Linked DNA regions of Zea mays: all the other regions are linked to region 2. The links are chromatin contacts, called in public Hi-C maps. All regions are on one chromosome and are shown on one strand. The core of a region is the stretch at or near the end of the contact, and the rest is flanking DNA. Distances in the headings are between cores, read along the strand shown. Region 1 holds the start of LOC100275637. Region 2 holds the start of LOC100272869 (zn-finger, RanBP-type, containing protein). Region 3 holds the start of sbp16 (SBP-transcription factor16).

The links. Hi-C and Micro-C count contacts between places; a contact is called where the count stands out from the background.
Region 1: a Hi-C map of ear shows a contact between it and region 2, with 2.5 times the contacts expected there. The contact joins the promoter of LOC100275637 here to the promoter of LOC100272869 in region 2. A contact is called at or near these places in 5 of 25 Hi-C or Micro-C datasets (bundle sheath, ear, leaf and 2 more).
Region 3: a contact with region 2 is called in a Hi-C map of endosperm, with 3 times the contacts expected there. The contact joins the promoter of sbp16 here to the promoter of LOC100272869 in region 2. A contact is called at or near these places in 3 of 25 Hi-C or Micro-C datasets (bundle sheath, ear and endosperm).

The regions. Positions count from the first base shown.
Region 1 is chr1:194,422,065-194,425,483 of Zm-B73-REFERENCE-NAM-5.0, forward strand. It overlaps LOC100275637, which reads right to left and starts at 1,289. Exons shown (of 3, transcript NM_001374080.1): 1 at 1,034-1,289; 2 at 785-919; 3 at 492-697. The coding sequence starts at 1,243. The coding sequence ends at 626.
Region 2 is chr1:194,117,384-194,120,995 of Zm-B73-REFERENCE-NAM-5.0, forward strand. LOC100272869 (zn-finger, RanBP-type, containing protein) reads right to left here and starts at 2,309. Exons shown (of 11, transcript NM_001147322.1): 1 at 2,151-2,309; 2 at 1,915-1,960; 3 at 1,693-1,805; 4 at 1,292-1,562; 5 at 874-935; 6 at 619-670; 7 at 415-524. The coding sequence starts at 2,162.
Region 3 is chr1:193,777,239-193,780,667 of Zm-B73-REFERENCE-NAM-5.0, forward strand. It overlaps sbp16 (SBP-transcription factor16), which reads left to right and starts at 1,494. Exons shown (of 11, transcript NM_001350289.1): 1 at 1,494-1,827; 2 at 1,923-2,608; 3 at 2,850-3,043; 4 at 3,136-3,429. The coding sequence starts at 1,977.

The DNA of each region.
Region 1 (3,419 bases), core at 39-2,538, 300 kb after region 2:
ACAGGCCGGCCCATCTCGAAGCCCATCTCGAAGCACCACAAAAGGGATCCAGTCCCGATGCCGTACCAGTGTAGCTGAGTAGGCCCATTCAAGCATCGTCCATTTTCTTTTTCTGTCAGGCGATCGAAACGCGTTGACGGAAATCTGACGAGCTTTTCTGAAAATCTGGCTGTGGGGAGAATCTGAGTATCATTACGATTACGTGTGGAGGAAGATAAAGTTGTTTATAGGGCTCAGGATCTAGAAAGTGACGGATTCCTACTATTACAACGACTCAACCGATTACGTGTTTATGTTGATTTTGGATGGTTTTTGCCCTAATGAATTGTATAGAAGCTGACTGAAAAGCTGAGCGTTTGTCAGTCCGCAGCAGCTTTTGGTGGCCAGAAGCTGCTAGAAGCCGAAACAAACAGGCACCAAGCATGTCTGAAGGAAGAGCGAGCATCTCTGCGTGTGAAATTAAAACTGTATACGTGCACAGACAGGTGTTCTACTGTAAACACGGTCAGAATATAATAATTCTCCTTTAAATATCTTCAGAAGATAATAGTAGTAATTCACACAGATCTCTTCTGCAGACTCATACATGGATTTGGAACAAACACGTGCGACCACCATGACACGCTCACGATTCAGTGCTCTCTGGGAAGGTGACGCACTTGTACACCCTGCATCTTGGGCACAGGATGAAGCCCGCCTGCATGCATGCATGTACACATGTAACACCATCAGAATTCAGAAGAAGAGATGGAGTGGAGGCGAAGAAATAGTCTTTGTTACTGACAGCCTTGCAGGTGGGGCAGCGGCGGTACACCCGGCTGCCGGTCTCCGACTTGACGTTGTTCTTCTTGCCCTGGCAGAAGTCGCAGAGCACCCACCCCGCGCCGCCGCACGCTCCGCACCCGCCTACGCCTTCTTCCTTGGGACAAATCGATTCACGGCAAGGCAAGAGACGCATGCGGCAGCATCAGCTTTGCCGCGCCCGGCCTTGCTTTCTGAGGTACGTAATACGGTGCTGAGACCGATGACTGACCTCGGTGCCGTCGACGGCAAGCGGCGGCAGCTCGGCCTGCTCCCGCGGGACGGACGCGCATCCGACGACCTTGCCGCCGTTCCTCCTCGCACGCCCGCGCCGTGGCATCGCCGCCCGGGACGGTGCCGGCGGTGAGCCGCAGCGGCATGGCCCAAGCCCAAGCCCAATCCACCGGTCCAGGCTCGCGGCCACGCTGCTCCACTGCGCCATGCCGCAGGAGCTGTGCCTGTGCGGCTGCGGTACCTTCTCCTCTTCTCCACCGCTCCTTCTCCTTTCGTGGATAATAAACCCAGCGACAGCGAGTGGAGTGGAAGTAAGCCTAACGCTCTCTGACGCCATGGCCCCACGCGAATCCACCTGCTGCTGGCACTCGTTCTCCCGCATCCATTGCACGGTCAACGTGGTCCTGGGCCCTGGGCAAACGCAACGGGCCCAAACTTCCAGCGGATCACTTCAAAAGCAAACGAAAGGTGCTGAGTTCAATTCAAAGTCACATCTGAAATTTGCTTTTTAGCTAATTTTCTCGAATCACCTTTACATCTGTTTTTATCTGCGATGCCTTTTAGCTTTCACACAGCCTATAATTCACACCCCATAACTTTAAGCAGCCTTTTCAACCAAATAACGCCTAATAAGTTTTAAAACTTCGCCTACCCCGGCCCTTCTTCAAACTTGATTCGTCCTTTCTTTGCAACAACCTTCGACCCCTTCATCTGCTTAGAGACTAGCGATGGCAGACTTGTCCTCAACATAAATAAGAGCAATGCAGTATCTCTAAATCTACGCCTTTAGGAAGGATACGATGATGTCATGGCAATGACACTAAGGTATCAAATGTCCCTAATGCTCCATTTAGATGCCAATATTGGAGTGGATGGAATTGAATTGAGTTGAATACCAAATCAGGCATGTCATTGAAATGAGATGTAATTTCAATTCTATTGTTTGGATGTCACTGAATTAGAGTTTAGAATTGTGTTCCGGGGGTGAGGGCCCGATGATTATATACTAGGTGCCCTCGGAGGCGAGGGCCCTTGATGGTTGTGTTTGTCATATGCCCTAGGGCATGGGCGCGAAATTTTTTCCGTCTCAGATCTCAAGGCCAGAGGGGGCCACAGAGGTCTACCTGTTAGATTCCTTGGGTCGTGAGGAGCCCTCCACGATGTGAGTGGTCCTAAGGGTTGCCTTTTAGACGTCCCTAGATGTGAGGGGCCTTGGAGTGTTCCCGAGGCATATGGGATCGCTAGGTCCAATTTGGTATTCTTTTTATGGTCTGTAGATCTTCTCAAGAGGATCCTTATGCAAGTCCTGACAACGGTCATGGCCTCGAGGGTATGCCTTCCCCTAGGTGCTGATAAGGGCCCCTAGATCCACTACCGGACTGCCCTTCTGGTGGGCCTAGACCTTGTGACACCTCACATATCGGTATAGCCTAGAAACTGTTGCGTCTTTTAATATCATTTTATAGATATTATATCATGTTGTTTGGTATTCACTGAAGTGTGTCGTTCGGTCCGGGACTTAAGACACCAGAGCGGCGCACACATATGGCCATTCTTATCATGGCGGGATATGACAACCCATTGATCTCAATGGTTATGATTGTTGAAAGTCACCTAGAGTGGGGGTGAATAGGCGGAATCTGAAATTTATAACTTAAAAGACAAACTACAAGCCGAGGTTAGCGTTAGAAAAAAATATGAGTCCGTGAGAGAGGGGGAAAACAAATCAACCAAGAAATAAAGCGGATGACACGGTGATTTATTTTACTGAGGTTCGTTTCTTGAAAACCTACTCTCCGTTGAGGTGGTCACAAAGACCGGGTCTCTTTCAACCCTTTCCCTCTCTCAAATGGTCACTTAGACCGAGTGAGCTTTCTCCTTAATCAAACGGGTCACTTAGACCCCACAAGGACCACCACAGACTTGGTGTCTCTTGCTTTGATTACAAGTCACTTGAAGAACAAGAATGAGGAAGAAGAAAGCGATTCAAGAATAAGAGCTCAAAAGAACACGAGCAAAAACACTCTCTCTAGTCACTAGGTGTTTGGAGTGGATTTGGGACTTGGAGAGGCTTTGATTCTATTGAATTGTGTCTTGTATTGATTGCACTAGCTCTTGCATTGAATGAGATGTCTGAAAAACTTGGATGCTTGGAGTGGTGGTGGTTGGGGGTATTTATAGCCCTCAACGACCACATAGCCGTTGGGGAGGCTGTCTGTTGATGGGCACACCGGACAATGTCCGGTGCGCCAGCCACGTCACCTAACCGTTAGGGTTCTGGCGGTTTCGACCGTTGGAGCTTTGTCTTTATGTTGCACCGGACAGTCCGGTGCTGCACCAGACAGGTACTGTTCACAGTCCGATGTGCCTCTTACGCCTGCTCT
Region 2 (3,612 bases), core at 1,059-3,558:
ACAAGAGGGAGGATTGGAGGAAGTTGTATTGATTTTTTCCTAGAGTAAGAATACCTAAAAAATAGTAAGGAACAGGACTAAAGAGAAGGTCATCAACAAGTACTCAGATCCTGATGTGTAGGCTATGGCAGGGCAAACTAGAGGATGTATCCAGATGTGCATAAGCATGGTTTCACCAAACAGTTTACAGCAGTAGTATAAAGTGAAACCATGTACACTCCAAGCACACAAATAATCTTGTGGCAGCAAAGTCAACTTCAAGCACAATTGCGAAGTTATAAAAGTACACTTCAACAGAAGTAAAGAATCATTTACTAACACAATTACAATTTTTAAAAATGATCTTAATTTAAATACATAAAAGAAGCAATATCAGATCGCTTATAATAGCAAGATGAGACAGAAGTTGCAAACCTGGTTTGCAGGTCTAGGTGTGTTGCACTTTCTCATATTACAGACTGTGCGAAAGCCAAAGTTGATGTTATGGCAATTTGGACACTCCCAATCATTATCACGGCCAGCTCCTTCATCAAAAGTTCAGGAGAATAGGCAAATAATTAATCAAGTGCTAACCACATTAATATAAATAAGTCAAAATAAAAATTCAATGAGACATACCTGCAGGCTTCTTCTGAGAACCTTCATCAGAATATGAGCCAGCCCTTGTGCCCTTTCAGGTTCAGGAAATATAGATTTAAGGAATCATAACAGTTAATCCATGTAGACACAATCACAGAAATCATAAATACCAAACAAAAAATGTAATAGAGTAACAGAACAACAAACATGTTGAAAGTTCTTCATGTAAGGCAACAGTAGTTAAATTAGCATGAGGTAATAGGTATACAGAAGAATAATCACAAGAGCACATACCATTGGACCAGGACCAGCAGGTATTGGCCCATACCTGTCCATGGGAATTCCATACATTCCACCTGTTTATTGGACAATAAGCAAGAGAAACCTTGTGAGCAAACACGTGAAAACACAGAACTGGAAAACATGTATAAAGTGTCATAACCCCAACCAAACAAAGTGGTTTAGAAAACACATGGCAGAACACAAGGGTACTGCAAAGGGTATTATTTATTGCCCACATTTGTGGAAATGAAGATCGAGTGAAAAGAAATTACATTCTCATATTCTGCAAAACTAATTGTTTAACATACTATGATTTGCATGGAATAAATTATTGAAAGCATCAGATTTGCATTAATTCAATAGCTAGATTAATTAATGCAAGGGCAATAACAAAATAAGGCATGCCTATCATAGAGAGAAGCCCTGTTACCTGCTGTCATCATAGTTCCACCAGAGTATGGAGTTGGCCCAGCAATTTGCATTGGCCCGTAGGGGCTCCCCATTGGTATGGGACCACCATATCCATATGAATACGCAGAACCCCCAGGAAATTGCGGAATACCATAGCGTGTCACCGCAGGCCCATTAAACATTGAGGATCCATATGGGGGAGCGCCCCCACCAAGGTACATCGATGGTGGCGTCCCAGGGCCCATGTAACCCCCTGACGTGGGATAGTGAGGCGGGGTTTGCATGGCCTTCTGAATGGCAAGCAACAGCAGCACGACATAAATGCAAGCGGGCAAGCAAAAGTACCCACAGACACGCTCCATGAAAGCGACAAGCAAACAATCTACAGCAAGAATAAAGTGAGGCAAAACCATTATGTACCGTGTGATCTGCTGGCCTGGACTGGTTGCAGCTGCGCATGTTGCAAGTGGTGCGGAAGGCGAAGTTGACGTTCTTGCAGCTGGGGCAAACCCAGTCGTCCTCACGCCGGCTGCCTGAGAACACCGTTTATTGTCCCCCACCAATGGGAAATCCACTCAGATGCAGCTTAGATACGTAGGGTGCGACAAGAGACAACTTAGCGGCGGAGCCAGAGCGACCTACCGTCGGTGCGGGCGCGCTTCCCGGCGGACTGGCTGCGCCTGTCGACCTGCAAACCCATGCACTAATTCGTGAGACCTCGCTGGATGGGCGAGATCCAGAGGGGAATCGGTGAGCACAGCGCGGGGAGCTCAGATGACAAAGCTAACAATCTTTCAGCGCGACTGATGTGCGGCGACACCGACTCGAACCCTAATCGACCGGCGGAATCGAGGAGAACGAGGAGATGGGAGCGGTACCTGAGAAGACATAGCTGAAGGTGAACCGGTGGTGGCGGCGGCGGGCTAACGGCGCGGCGAGAAGCATGTGCTCCTTGCAGCGGGAGGGACAATCGCAGACGCCGCCGCGGCGACGGGCGGCGTGCGAAGCGAGCGGAGGGGGAATTCGGCAGACGAAGCAGTAGCTAGGGTTTTGTTGTGAATTGGCCTTCAAACTCAGATGTGCACAACAGTGACATCGCATTTTGATTTGCCTCAGCCGTCCGCGTCAGCGATGTACCTGACGACGACAACTCCTCGACTCGGACGACGAGGCCGGCCCAGACGAGGAGAACTTTAGGCCCAATCTGATACGTGGGCCCTTGCAAACTCGCGAGCAAAGACGTTCTCGCCCAGTACAGTTCATAGTTAAACTAGATACCCGAGAATTAAATAATGGTTCCATATGGATTAAACAGAATTGAAAAAATTAAAGAAAAAAATTAATTTATTAAGGATTAAAACACTCTTAATTCTGTTTAATCCACAAGGATTGAGAAGGAAACGAACATACTCTCGTGTTTTTAGAATCTAAGTATTGTGGGGAGCCATGTTTTCTAATCGTCCGATAAATAGCAATTAATCGACGATTAATCGGGTGATCGGAACCGCATACCCGATCGATCCTTCTCATCGACGCGATCATAGCGATTAGAAAGTTGATCATCTGACTAATCATCAATTAGTCATGATTAATCGGACGATTAGAACGTGGACGATCAATTTCTGAATTACTTTGGACCATCGACTTGCTTCACTTTTTTCTTGACTCGGCCAATTGGTCTCAGTCCAGCCCACGGTAGGTCGGTAGCTACTGCTGAAACCCTATCTCATCAATATCTCTCCCACATGCTCGTCAGTCGTCACAACTAGTGTTGGGAATTGGGCCAGGCCGGGCCAGCCTGACTCAATCTCATCGTGCTTCGTGTCAAACGGGTTTGGGCCAGGAAAGCCCAAATAACTTTTGGGTCATGCCGTGCCGGCCCGAAGTGTAAAAACAGTGGCCTAGCCCGGCCCTAAACCACGTCGTGCCTTTGTTGGGCCGTGTCGGCCCAAGCCCGGCCCGTATATTTGACCACATAAAATCAAAATATTACAACCATATAAAGTTCATAGCTTACTAAATTAAACATATTAAACAATTTTAGCATCATTTAACTGCATAAACTCCAAATATAACAACAATATAAAGTCGATATCTTACTAAATTAAAGAAATTAAACAGATTGGGCTTAATTGGGCCGTGCCGGCCTAAGCCCGGCCCATCTATGCGGGCCGTGCCGGGGACCCGACGGGCCAGAATTTGAGGCCCGGCCCAGGCCCGCCTTCGGGTCGTGCTAGCTCGGCCCATATTATTTTGTGTCGGGTCGTGCTTTGGGCTCCTGTTTTCGGGTCGTGCTCGTGCTAGCCCGAAAAGCCCGACCCATATTCCCACCACTAGTCA
Region 3 (3,429 bases), core at 244-2,743, 340 kb before region 2:
TCTAGATTCAAATTGTTGTTTCAAATAAGTTACTACCGATGCAAGGGTACCTTAAAACGATCGACCCCCACCCACTTTAAGCATGTTCGTTTTAATGTCAATATATGTGGATTGGACGGGACTAGATAAGTTTAAATCCATAAAAACTCAAAATCTCAACTAGTTATTTGCATCCCCATCCAATTCATATGGGATGTAAATAATCGAATACGTCCTTAATGATAAAAGAACCAACAACAAAACCTCGATCATACCAAGTAATCTCCACCGGGGCACTTCGATCATGTCGGTCTTGATTTCGCTCATCTCGAACGATCTGATCTGGTCTCCGCGACCAAGTTGGGCCCGACCTCGGTCGCCTCAACAAATCCCGACCATAGTCCATACCGTGGTCGCATGGAGCAACTCCCGTTGTGAGGTAAATCAACCTAGGTCTTATAAACCTCAAAAGTCTCTTAGGCGCCACGGTCTAGAGGTACCATAGATCTCTATGCGGAGGTAACACATTGATGGTTCTCTGACCGTTCGACACATGCTTTTGATTAGGCGTGCGCCGAATGAAACGAACAATAAGAATGGCGCTTGAGACATTCGTGTCCAACCAACAAACTACTTAAAGGACATCCAGGATCAGATAGGCCATGACGGGCCTTGCCACAACCGTAAGACATCCAAGGGCCCAATATTGGTCAAAGCGTACGAGTAACTTTGAGTATAAATGACCGTTCTGTTATTTAATTTTAAAAAATTTAATAGTCACATACATCGATTTATCTTAAAGTGTATTTTGTTAAAAGCATAAATATTTTCATTTATATTTTGATAAAAAATACCGGGCAAAACTATATTTTAGATACCCTATAATTGTCCTAAATGACTTATAAATAGAACTAGAGCGAGTACGCATATTTTGATTTCCGTGCTGATTGTCCAAAGCGTCGCGTAGTAGTAAAAATAATAAAGTGTAAAAAAAAGAAGCATGTGGTAAATATGTTACAGTACACGTACCAAGTACAATAATGCATGTGGCAGGCACGCACAGGGGAATCGTCCTACGACGCCGATAGAGATCCAGTCCATTTTGACGCGGCAGCGCCCCACGTCCGTGCCGGGCCAGGCAAGCCGTACGGCAGAGCAGAGCAAAGCAGGCGCGCACGCATAGCCACTGCGTGGGTGTCAGTCAGGCCAGGCCAGACCAGAGGAGCCGCACTGCACGCGGTGGGGGGCAGCGGTACGACCACGAGTGGTAGTGGCGGTGGTACGTGTGCCCGACTGCCCGGTGCCCGCGACGCGCGATCGCTCTCGCTCCGGCCTGCCCGCCCCCACCAGTACAGTACCACCCGCGCCCCGTACGGCCTCCCCGTCCGTCCCCGTCGTGGGGGTGGGGCCGGCGCCGGCGGCACCACCACCCACCGCACCCGTCCGGGCCCGCCCCCGTGCCCGGTCGCTAATTACGCGCACCTGCCATCCGGCCGTCCACGCACACGGCGCACGCCACCAGGCCCCCGTCCGTCGCCGCGCCAGGACGCTTACCCACGCGGGAGGTCCTCTTCCTCGCCCGCTTTGCGCTGCTGCCTTCTCTCCGCTCGATTCCCCGCTGCCTCTCTCTCTAGTCTCTCTACACACGCCTTCCTCCCAGCGCCGCACCACACCATCAGGGCGGGCAGCACATTCCTCTCTCTCTCCCACTCCCACTTCTTCATCCTCCGCCGATTCCAGCACTACGCAGGTGGGCAGGGAAGGGATATTTTCTGCTCTGGCCCTATTTCTGGACGGCTGGGGAGGCGGCGAGGTGACGTGGACTGGCGCCGAAGACTTGCGTGAGAGGTAACTGGAATATTTCTCCTCAGCTGCTCGCTTCACCCCGGCGCCGCTCGTGTACCCTGCTGCCGCGCCGCTGATCGGGTTGACCTCATCTGCAGATCCCTGATCGGTTGCCGCGGCTGAGTTGGGAGGCCCGGAGACCTTGAGGAGCGATGCAGAGGGAGGTGGGGCCGCAGGTGGCCCCTCCGCTCTTCCTTCACCAGATCCAGCCGATGCCTCCCCACGCCGCCGCCGCCGCGAAGAAGCGCGGCCACCCGTGGCCCGCGGCCGGCGCCGCGGAGGCCGGCGCTGGGAACTGGAACCCCAGGCTGTGGGACTGGGACAGCCGCGCGCTCACCGCCAGGCCGTCCTCCGATGCGCTCCGCCTCGCCGGTGGCCAGCCCCAGCCGGCTGCTGAGGCGCAGCGCCAGGGGGCCGGCGCGCTGAACCTCCAGCTCGGCCTGCAGGAGGACTCCACGACCCCGATGGACGCCAGCCCGACGGCTCCCGCGGCGGCGGCGGCGGCGTCCCCGCCAGCTTCGGCTGCGGCGGGGCAGGAGCCGGTCGTTAGGCCGAGCAAGCGGGTGCGGTCTGGATCGCCGGGGGGCGCTGGGGGAGGGCCGGGCGGCGGTGGGACTGCCAACGGAGGCGCGAGCTACCCGATGTGCCAGGTGGATGACTGTCGAGCGGATCTGACCAGCGCCAAGGATTACCACCGGAGGCACAAGGTCTGCGAGACCCACAGCAAGACCACCAAGGCGGTCGTCGGCAACCAGGCTCAGCGCTTCTGCCAGCAGTGTAGTAGGTAAATAAATGACAGTAACTGCAGTAAACTGAGATTCGTTGTTGTGATGCTGCTGCTAGAGTGCTAGGAGTCTGTTTTTGTGATTTGATCGGTTGACATGGCTTGTGTGCGTGTGTGCTTGCTGGGCCAGAGGCATGTTTCTCTATCATGGCTTCATGGTGTCCGCTCTCGTCCGGCGATGGAGTGTAGGCTATGAGAGTTTTAGTTACTAATAAGCCGGTTCTTCTGATCAATCGTTTAGATTTCACCCACTCGCGGAGTTTGATGAGGGTAAGAGGAGCTGCCGGCGGAGGCTTGCTGGCCACAACCGGCGGAGAAGAAAATCCCAGCCAACAGATGTTGCTTCACAGTTGCTGCTACCTGTAAACCAAGAAAATGCAGCAAATAGAACACAAGATATTGTCAATCTAATTACAGTGATTGCGCGCTTGCAAGGTACTGACTACTAACACTCCATTCTCAACATGTTGTTTCAGGATTTTTGTGATTTTAACCAGTATAGTGGAATTTGTTGTCTGTAATGACAGGCTCTAACGTTGGTAAAGTGCCTAGCATCCCTCCCATACCAGATAAACAGAATCTGGTGGAAATTATAAGCAAAATAAATTCATTGAACAACGCAACCTCTCCGGCAAAGTCTCCTTCGCCAGAAGTCGTCGTTTTGAATACTTCACAAGAGCAACGAGAGCAAGGACATGATTCTGTAGACAAGACGACCAACGGAATCGACAAGCAAACTGTACCATCAACCATGGATTTGCTAGGAGTTTTTTCAACTGGCTTCGCAACTTCAACACCTGTGACAAATACATCTCAGTCCC